Regions from separate parts of the Solanum lycopersicum genome. Here region 2 is linked to region 1. The links are chromatin contacts, called in public promoter capture Hi-C maps. All regions are on one chromosome and are shown on one strand. The core of a region is the stretch at or near the end of the contact, and the rest is flanking DNA. Distances in the headings are between cores, read along the strand shown.

Region 1 (5,391 bases), core at 34-2,533:
TAGAATAATAAAAAGATGTACTCATCTTTGTAAGAAGAAATGCTTTAAACTTGAAGACACCATTAGAGGTATATCAATTCTATTACTTTTGAGCACCCACCCATGTGCACAAATCTTTAAAAGACAAGATATCTCATAAAAAATAATTTTATTTCCACCGAAGAATCTAATTCAACAAAGTAAATATGCAGTATAAAATTGTTTGTGTGAAACTAATACAAGTACAAAACATAAAGACATGAGTTCAGGGTGGGGTGGTTTTCACATATGGAAAATATATTTACAACTAATACAATATTAATTTAATCACACACTATAACTATGTGTAAAAGAAAAAAAGAAAAAACCTGAAACTGGAGTAGGAATAGGAGGGTCATTGATTGGTTTATGAGGAGTTTCATCAGGCTCAAAATCAGAAAACAAGGCATCATCCCCTGATGCAGCACTTTTCCCACTATCAAACAGGACTTGTGAGCCCAAAGCCAAAACCAAGCCTCCTTCTTCATGGGCATCGGCATCTCCACTTCCACGATCAAGAATATCATAGACTTCTCTATCGAAAAATCCAGGTAATTTTTTGTCTCTTCTCAAATCATTCCTCATGACCCAAAAGGAGTCGGTTTCTTCTTTTATCTGAGACTCCCACTCTTTAATCTTCTTAAAATCTCCAGCCAAATTACTCCATCTCTTTCGGCATTGAACTGGTCCACGGTTAACCCCATGTCTTTTACAGTAGGAAGAAACAGAAGCCCACTTGGGTTCAACCTGTGGTGAACCTAATTCAACAACGCCAGTTCGTCCTCGACGGATCCGGTTTTCAGTAACCTTTTTCCCCTGTATCAGTACAAGAATTTCTTGTCTAGTCCAACGAGGAAGCCTAGGAACTTTGTTAGAATCATCGGCGCCGTTGAGACGGCCGTCGGAGTCGGTAGACGGAATTAGGGTCAATCGCTCAAGCTTCATACTACTTTTTGAACCACGTCAGTTAACGGAATTACGACAAACGCCGTTTTTGAGTAGGACGGCCCGTTGAGGGGAAGAGAAACAGAGTGTTTTCCCCTTTTCTTTTTTAATAATAATAATGGTAATATAAATATATTTCATGCCCCTTTTGGTTTTGGGTATTAAATAGTAATCATCACTCCGCTTACATATTTCTTAATCAGTCTCTGATAATTTTTACAATTATCTAATTTCTAAAATAAAGAAGATTGCTTACTTTATACTCATTTCATCTTTCACTCACAAATATTAATAAAAATTAAGTAAATAACAAATAAGGCCACAAGCCTATTTCTAAGGGCTACTATTTTAAACAAAGACCAAACCATCAACTAAATATTCAAACAGGTCACTTTCCTTTCCGTGGAAATTGGCGTTTTTCTTTTCATTACTATTCATTCTTTTTAATATATATATATATATATATATATATATATATATTAGCAAAAATAATGTATATATTAGTTCTCGACTTCATGCATTAGCACATTAGCATGATTAAACTGAAACATATAATTATCCCTCAATTTTTTTTTTACATATTTTATATCATAATTGTGGATGATATTTTTATATAACGCAATTTGTTTTAATATACTAAATCAAACAATGCATAACAAATAATATATATATAATAAATGCAAGTATTACTAACACAGTCTATTTAACTTTATTTTTAGGGCAACTTTCACATATAGCAAAAAAAAATCATATTTGCATAATATAGCAAACTTTGCATAATTGCGCTCCACAGCTAACATCAAAACTGTATAATTCGCTATACATATATAAGTGTATAATTCGCTGGCCTAAATTGTATAATTCACTAGCCTAAATTGTATAATTCGCTGGCCTATTTCGCTGCAATTGTATAATTTGCTTTGCATATAGTTGAATCGAATTAAAATGTATGTACATTGCATAATTATAAGTTTATAGAAAAAAGATATATGTTTTTCTCGCTTTATACAAAAACAGAAACACAATATATACACTTCTGTTGTATAAAGCTAGAGAAAATTGTATTTCACTACAATTATATAATTCGCAATTGTATAATTCGTTGGCCTTTTTCTCTGTAATTTTTGAAGTAAAATGTTTGTAAATTGTATAATTAAGTGTATAACACGAAGATATACATTTTTGCATGTGCATATACAATTTTCTCTTGCTTTATACAAAACAGAAACAAAATTATACACTTCTCTGTATAAAAGCGAGAGAGGCGAGCGAGAATGGAGAATGGCGAGCGAGATTCCTGGGAGAGAGACGCTGGCAAATTTTAGATAATGTTTGCAATGGAGCATAATTAAATCAAACCCTAGCTATTCTATTTAATTTAAGTTATTAGTTTGCTATTTTAAACAATTTTTCCTTATTTTTATACGTTTTACCAAATGAGTGAGGTCAATATTTGTTCATAAATTTAATTTTTTAATAGAATTTATAAAACTATTCTAATTTTTTTAACTCTAGCTATACTCCGGTAATAGTAAATTCTCTTATTAAATGTAAAATGAATATCTAATAAAAATAAATAAATTTAAATGGTGTTAATTAAATAATTTTAAACTTTTACACTAAAATGAATTAAAGTGGAATCAAAATATTAAATATTTGTTGTTGTTTACTTGTATATTGCTTTTTCCAAAAATACCTTCACGAAACATGCACATCAACATCCTACTACTTAGCCTTTAACTCCCTCTTTATGTAATTAGAGAAAGAAAAATTACTATTAGTGTAGTATGCAATCAAAGGGATTTTATGGCATTATTATTTGAGATAAATCTTTTGCAACTTTTATACCTAATTTTGGTATCTTTTACACAGTCAAAATGGTAAAATAATAAAATACTCATGTGTCTTAGTAGTTAAATCAAATTAACAAATGCAGATTTTTTATTGTGTTATTAATTAATGTAAGTTTTTACTTATAATTTATTAATTATAATAAGCTAATACAATTTGATATAACATTCGATCGAATTTTTAGCCCTTATAATTGTCCTTTCTTCGAGACTTTGATTTCTCATTTTCCTTTTTTACTTAAATTTAAAATATAGAAAATTTTAATTAATATTTTAATATTAGAATATGTAATATTTTGGACGAAAGAAAGAAATATTTTAGACAAAAGAAAGTGAAAAGTGTGATAATGATTATGGGATGGATTTAAAATACAAAGAAGTCAAATTAGATGGATAAGGGCATCCACCTTGTCTTAGCAAAATATGAGTTAAAAGTTTTTCCACTTTTCCTTTTGTTCTCTTCCTCCACCTCTCAATTCCCTAATCCATAATCAAGTACTAGAATAAATATTTAATTATTAAAAAAAAGGTGTAGGAGTTAGGAATGAGTGGGTTGTCCCTCCCTCCACAAAAGGGCTATATTTCTCAATAATAGGGGTGGCTCCATCACTATGTGTAGAGTCATCTTTACCTTTTTTTTTCTTTCCTCAGTCTTTATCATAATTATCCTATTTAATAATTAGGCCAAGGAACCTTTTCAAAGATGAATTTGGATTTATTTAAGTTTAAATTGTACCTTTGGTGTATGCATAATTTTGCAATTTTCATTTTTTTATAGTCTATTTAAAAAGTTATATGATACTTTTTTGTTTTAAAAAGATGGTCTTATTTTTTTTAATTTGTTTTATAAAGAATGACTTTTTTTTTTTATATAAAATTTTAGTTCTAACTTCTCGCATGTTTAAGCCATAAGATTAAAGGACATTTTGGTACATTTGACATAACTTTAATTTAGAACCACAAAATAAAAAAAATCTTCTTTCTTTTTTTAAATTTTGTTCCAAGTGAAATTAGACAATTATTTTTAAAACGGAAAGAGTTGAAGTTGATATAATTAAACAATTAAGTAATTTTACAGTATAACATTAATTACAATCACATATTTGCATATTGTTTGATTGCATTAATATAAATACACAGTTGAATGAAAATTTACAAAATAAAGGTTAGCTTTCAAAAATTAAAAGTTAATATTTGAAAAATATGTGTCTTTTGTGAATGATACTTAAGTACTTAGGTATTTAAGATGCATGTTTTTTCTTGAATATATAATTATTAATAAACATATATTTATAACAAATATTTTTTTAAAATTATATATATATTCCTCTTATTTAGAAATAGCAGTTAAAAGGATTAACAATGTGCAACGAAATTTGTCGAATTAACCCTTTAACTTTTAATTTTACCTATTCTCTACTCTAAACACGTGGGATAATTGTGTCCATATTTCCAAGATCCCTTTTACTGATCAAAAGCTTGCAACCCCAAATCTCAAATCCCTCTTTAACAGTGGCGGTAATCTTTTCAAATTTTCTTTGTTTCAATTTCATCCTTCATCAGTGTTAGTCATTTCTCGTACTGATCAAAAACTTGCAATCCCACATTTCAAATCTCTCTTAAACAGTGGCGGTAATCTTTTCAATTTCTCTTTACTTTAATATAGTTCTTCATCAGTATTATTCATAGAGCTCCCCATCTTTCTCATCATAATTTTCTAATTTTTTTATGAATCTTTTATATTTTAAGACTATAGGAACCGATACTACCTTAAAGGTAGTCTTTGATTTGTAAAAGTTTATATTGGTAGTTTGCAAGTCATTTTTATGGCTTCTTTAATTCTTATCGTTTCATGTTTCTTCAGTTTGATATTTGCTAGAGATTCGGGAATATGAAATAACTATTTAAAGTAAAGTTATTTCATGAGTTCATTTTTATTGTTTTGCTACTTACCGAGCACTTATAAAATAAGTGTATTCTTTTGGTGAACGCACACATCACATGGTAGTACAAATAGCATCCTAAATTTATTCCAGAGAATATTGATTTCCTATCTTGATGTTATCACTGAAATTCACTTGACATTTTAATTTTTAGGTGTCATTAGGAGTTTAATTTCTCATAGTTTTATAGGTTTTTTGTTTGTTTATTGACCTGTAGTATCATACCTTTATATCCTGATTTATGTTAGTTTTCAAGGTAACATACTCTGTGTGGAACATGTTCTTCATGAATTTATAATCTTGAAAGTCTTTGGACTAATTAAGGTAGGACTTTGTGGGAAAGTAGATTCTTGGGTGATACCCGTGCAATGCACGCTCCCAACAAATTGAGTTTTTATATGTTACTATCCACCAAACACAAGCACGCGCGCACGCGCACACACATTTATTTCACACCATAAATGTACTACATTATTTTTTTTAAAAAAAATACTACATGTAGCTTTGAAGCAATATCCAAGAGAATCACCATGCCATCACTTAATTATTGACGAAAAATGCATGTATCTCAGATGTAAAATCAGATGTAATATTATGTGAGTGATCTGAATGTCATGTAAAAGAAACATCGCTAG
Region 2 (5,771 bases), core at 294-2,793, 260 kb after region 1:
CCCATCTATGATCAGTAGGAGCGTCTATGTTCCATTGATCTAGAACCAACCCGAAACTGCATTTTCCTTTTCTAAATTTGAGGTGTTACAGTTAACTTATTTTTTCCGTGCATACACTTTCGGTCACCCGAAACTTTCAGTTTCATTATTCAAAGATCAAATAAGCTTTTCTATCTCTTCTTATTACTTTATCATTTTCAAATTATTATTTAATATTCACTTACTATTTTTTTCTTGTCGTTGCTTCAAACCCTACATCAAAATTTTTTGAACTAACATGTTTTAATTGCATTACTAAAGACCTTATTCAAATAAATTTAAACATTTTTTCTAATTGAATTTTAAGCTAAACAGAGATATTCCACTTAAGGGAGTTCTTATTTTTGAGACAATTTAGATTTTAACTCTTTGTTCGTTTGAGTTTACCTTAAAAGCATGTTATATGTGTTACTTCGATGCATTTAAATCATCAAGTTTATGTGTGTGCAAGTAGGAGCTAGATTTACTAGTTTTGAAATATCTAAAGTTGATTGTGAGGGTATGATTATGTGTTTTCATATGATTTGATACTCCTAGCATATCTTTCTTATATGATATAATAGTATTCAGATGTTAAGTATGCCTTACATTTTGTTAGCCGTAAAAAATTATTTGTACTTCCTTGTAATATTTGTCTAGATTTTTAACATACTTTTATCACTATAATGGATACACAAACACAATATATATTTCACATGTGTAATGAGCAAGTTGAATTTGAATGAGCATACTTATGCCACCAGAGTCCACTTTTTATTTTAATTATTTGTTTATTTTGTATTCATTCTGTATAACAAAGAATGACCTACTTTTATATTAAAAATCTTTTCCTTTTTTTGCAACACTTTAATTTCAGTTTTCCACATGACATGTTTAAGATTATAAGATTAACGAATATTTTGATACATTTGATAACAACTTTAATTCAGAATCTCAAGATACATTTTTTAAGTGTCTGCCAATGGGCGTAGCTACCCTATCGTCCGAAAATAATATTGTATATATTAGTAAAATGAGAAAGAAGTGATTAAATAACATATGTTGGACATTCTGAACGGAATAAAGTGTTGTAGTCAGTTGTTTAAGATCTCTTGAAAGAGCCCTAAGTACTTTCGAATCTCTCTACCAACAATTTCCCTCCGTTTTTGGACACCCTTGGTGAATTTCCTAGCTTCACTCCTCCACTATATGTGCCAAATCAAATTAAGTTATTTTTTTTGGGACACCTTTCATGAATTTCCTAGATCCGCTCTGCCATTATATGTGTCAAATCTAGTTAAGTCATTCTATTTTTGACATTCTTCGTAAAATTTGTGGCTTCGCGCCACTCTGTGTACCAAATCAAATTAAGTCGTTCTCATTTGAACGAGGGAGTATATGATAACTGTTTTTTCTTAAGAGGATCAAGAATCCGAACAGTCCTAACTCATATAACTCTCAAACCATTTTAACAATTTATGTAAAATTAGATTTAAACAGAATAACAGAGGGTCCGAACAGTCCTAACTCATATAACTGAAGGACCATTTTGATAATTTGTGTAAAATTAGATTTAAACCACACAGGCATAAAAGGTAGGAGAAAGGTTTGTCAGCTTGGTAAAAAGCTGTACTTTACTCTTTCTTTGTGAGTTGTGTTTGTTTGTGTGATCTAATGCTTTTCTCATTTTGAGAGAGAGAGAGAGGAGGAGAAGAAGAAGAGACCATCGAAAACTAGCAGCATTGCAGTTTGCTTTTCGGTCCTTGTGTCGGTGAATCATTTTTTGTAATTGGGCAAGTGGATTGCTTAGTTGCGTATAGCTGTCTGCACTACCCCACTTTATACTGCTAGTGTCCGTGAGCGTAACAGCATTTTTTGCAATTTTGATTTTCTCCAGACTTTCTTTCAACTATTTTACCCAATACTGTTTCTTTCCATCCAAATAACTGAACTTAAGGTCTACATGCACGGCTTAAGCCGGCTAGGCAATGGCGTGTCTCCGCCATCCTCCCCTCGTTTCCGCCATGCCCGGAATAAGAACACTGATGTATCTGGTAATTTCCACAGTGGTAATTGTCAAGTAAAGCTGCAGAATTTTGCAGAGAAGTTAGGTTTTATGATAGTATCTGCTGTTTATAGGCGAAGAGGGGTGTTACTTTTTGCTCCCTTGTTGTATATATCTGGAATGTTGTTATATATGGGTGCTTTAGGCTTTGATGCATCTCGTACAAGTGGTGGTGGAACTGGGCTGGATCCAATTGGATCAGTTTACAGGAGCCCACAGGTTTTTGAAAAGCTCTGGCCATTAATGGATGCTGAGAACAATGGAAGCTCTAATTTGGTAATCTACTTACAATTTCTTCTCTTTCTCTTCCCAGGTTTTTTTTTAATGTGATTAAATTTCTGATATAAAGTATGTTACATGTAAGTTGGCTTGTTTGGTTAGATTCTGGAACCACAATTTTGAACATGAAATCTTAGAAAGGTAACTTGTGACTTTGATCATGAGAATAAATTTGAGGTGTAATAACTTTTAGTGGCAAACATCCCCTATTAGATATTCTGTCCATATTGTATATTGCCTTACTGCTTTAGTGTTGAAAGTATAAGTTGAATTGGTTCTATGTACTAGCTTAGTTGTATTTATGATTAAAAATGTACTAGCTTAGTTGTGATAGTAGCTTACGATATTGTTAAGTTGTTATTAAATTAATGACTTAGTGAGTTAGTTACAGGTTAGTGAGTTGGTTAGATGATTAGTATATAAATAGCTCTTGTGTTAGTTTCATTGAGTTAGTATAGTTTCCATTTGAACTCACTTTTCCTTTATTTTCTCTCTAGCTTAAGTGAATACTATTTCGGGGTACTTTTTCTGTGATAATCTAGATTTAAACAGTGACTTTAAGCTATATAGATAGACAACCTAAATGCTTTTTTGAAATTTGACTCTGTACTCTTATTGACATGTTCGTCAACTTGAGTAGAACTGAGCTGTCTAGGCTTGATTTGCCTCTTGAATGTTTTCCTATATTAATCAATTCTTCTCGTGTGAAGAATGTTATCCGGAATATTCTAAGATTTTTGCATAGGTATAAACGGGAAGTTTGGGTTAAGCTAGTAACAAATGTTTGAGAAATATTGGACAAAAATATTATTGAATTGTGTATCTACATTGTTACATTGTGATCCTATTGATAGACACTATATTAGCATCCTTTTTGAACTAGGACACTACATTACAATCTTTTCTCAAGTAGAATTCTATAAATGAATATCTTTTAAAGTATAATTCTATATACTATTCTTGTTCCTATTCTTATTCTAACACTCCCCCTCAAGATGGTGCATACAAGTCATACATATTGAGCTTTTATTGATGTAATTAAATACGAGGACTACGGAGGGGCTTAGTGAAGATATTTACAAGTTGATCACTTGACTTCACAATATTTTTTTAACAATTCTTTCGAGAGTATCCTTTCTTTTGACGAAAAAAGTGAATCTCAAAGTGCTTAGTCCTCCATGAAATACTGGATGGATGCAAAATCTCATAAAACACATAATGATCAATTCTACTATGAGGCATGCCACACTCCTGAATTACCGTGTTGAATTTCTCAAACTAAGCTCGAGGAGACTGGTCATATCATTAACTAACCTCCACAATTAGCGTACAAGGCTACTAGAGTAGCAACAAAACTAGGTGGTTCCTTTAGATAGACTTCTTCCTCAAGATCACCGAGGAGAAAAAACGTTTTTAATGTCCAATTGAATAAGATGCCGATGGCGAACAACAACGATAGAAAGAAAAAGGCGGACATGTGTTACTTTAGGCACGAAAGAGGAAAAGTTACTATAAACCAACCCTGAAACAGGGAGCATGTTTCAAACACTGTTGGAAAACATAGATATGTCGGAAATAGCACAACTGTCTGTAGAAAGTGATCAAAATTGGGTACAAAATATATGGATTGTGTGGAAACCAAAAGGGGTGTTGATGGTGAATAATAAAGTTGCCAAAAAACTGATTAGATAGGCTGACACATCACACATCAACACATGGTATTGATGCAGCTGTTGGAATCCTAGATCTAGCCGCGCGTGAGGGATCTGCGACCAGCGATGCTGGTTGGCCTTTGGTCGCTGGAGGTTGCCAGACCATTAGGTGGTGTTGATCTTTGCACATCATTGACGACAGTTGAAATTATGTAAGTCACATATGAGAAGTCAATAAAAAGACGCATGGATCTACGCTAATAAATCTGAGGAGTCAATGGAAAAATGCACGGTGCTACGCAATTCAGATATGAGAAAGTGGTGCTACACAAATCAAATATGAGAAAGTAGTCACTGAAAAAATTCACGGTGTTACAAAAATTATGAGAAAGTAGTCACTGGAAGGATACACGGTGCTACACAAATCAAATATGAGAAAAAAGTCATCGGAAAGATTTGCGGTGCTGCACAAATCAGATATGAGAAAGTAGTCACCAGAAAGATGCACGGTGCTATGCAAATCTGATATGAGAAAGTAGTCACCGGAAAAGACGCAGGATGCTATGCAAACACTGACCAATATGGGGCCGACAGAAAACAAACCTAGAAAGTTGTCAATAATTGATGCAAGGTACCCTTCGGGTGGCCAAGTGGCTTGGGTTTGTGACTTCCATGTTGGAGGTCTCAAGTTCGAAACCCCTTGTCAGCGAAAGCAAGGGGTTTGCCTTCGGCGTCGAGCTTGTCGCACCGGGTTGCCTAATGTTGGTTATCTCTCCTATGTGGTTTGCGAGCTACAACATAAGAGCAGAGGTTTTACCCTATGCGCACCTAAAGGGTAGCGATTGTGGGTTTTCCTTGTCATAAATAAAATTGACACACGATGACCTGTTTGATTGCATTTTCTCTCCTAAATATGGGGTTCATGCATATATTATTGGCCTTAGTTTTTGTAACATAACCATTGGTCAAATGAATGGCATACATGGGTCAAAGCTGTCTGCAAGCAGCAACAAAAACTCTGTGATTCTCTATTAGGATCGTAGAAGCTCTACCGTGTGAGAAATATATGAGAAAATATTATTGATATGTGTATCTACATTATTTCATTGAGATCCGTTTTCTAGACACTACATTAGACTCCTTTTCCAACTAGGATACTACGTTACAATCCTTTTCCAAGTAGGATTCTATATACTAATCATGGAGTAAAAGTGATAATTATTGTTCTCTTTTCTTTTTGTCTTCCTAAACAATTTATTTCACATAGTTCTGTGTGCAGTGTGTATATGGAATATCACTTTTGCGTTTGTATGTATTCTCTAAAAGTTGTTTTGCAATTGTCTTTTTGGTGAATGTTTGTTATGAAAGTTCATAGTACTAACCTGAAAGTGTCTGGTGTGAATTATGCAGTTAACAAATGTGTGGAATCTTAAGTTGCATCAAGTTTGGAAGCCTTGTATTGCCCATACTGTTTCTCAAGAAGGTTTTCATTTTTTTCAGCCAGTAGCAATGCTCCTTTTATTTGTTTATTTTCTTGTAACTAGTGTTAAATTCTCTTAACTTTTATATTGATGCAAAGCAGTATACTTCCTTAGTCTCAAAGTAAGATTGCTAATGTTTGAAATTGCCCAATTACTGCTTCCAAGAGTTAATGATGGTTAGCTACCATACCAAGAACATATCAAGAAAGTACTTCTGGTTCTTCTTTATCCAGTTCTAACAAACTCTCCCATCTGCCCTTTCAGCTCCGCAGTGGA

The links. Promoter capture Hi-C pulls out the DNA fragments that hold promoters and counts their contacts.
Region 2: a contact with region 1 is called in a promoter capture Hi-C map of leaf, with 5 times the contacts expected there. The contact joins the promoter of LOC101267305 here to the promoter of LOC101267598 in region 1. A contact is called at or near these places in 1 of 1 promoter capture datasets (leaf) and 3 of 8 Hi-C or Micro-C datasets (all in leaf).

What each region holds. Positions count from the first base shown.
Region 1 is chr4:34,153,055-34,158,445 of SLM_r2.1, forward strand. It overlaps LOC101267598 (trihelix transcription factor ASR3), which reads right to left and starts at 1,284. Exons shown (of 3, transcript XM_004237521.5): 1 at 348-1,284. The coding sequence starts at 963. LOC104647015 (a long non-coding RNA gene) reads left to right here and starts at 4,179. Exons shown (of 2, transcript XR_002027606.3): 1 at 4,179-4,445.
Region 2 is chr4:34,412,560-34,418,330 of SLM_r2.1, forward strand. LOC101267305 (O-fucosyltransferase 9) reads left to right here and starts at 1,544. Exons shown (of 11, transcript XM_004237520.5): 1 at 1,544-2,359; 2 at 5,425-5,497. The coding sequence starts at 1,982.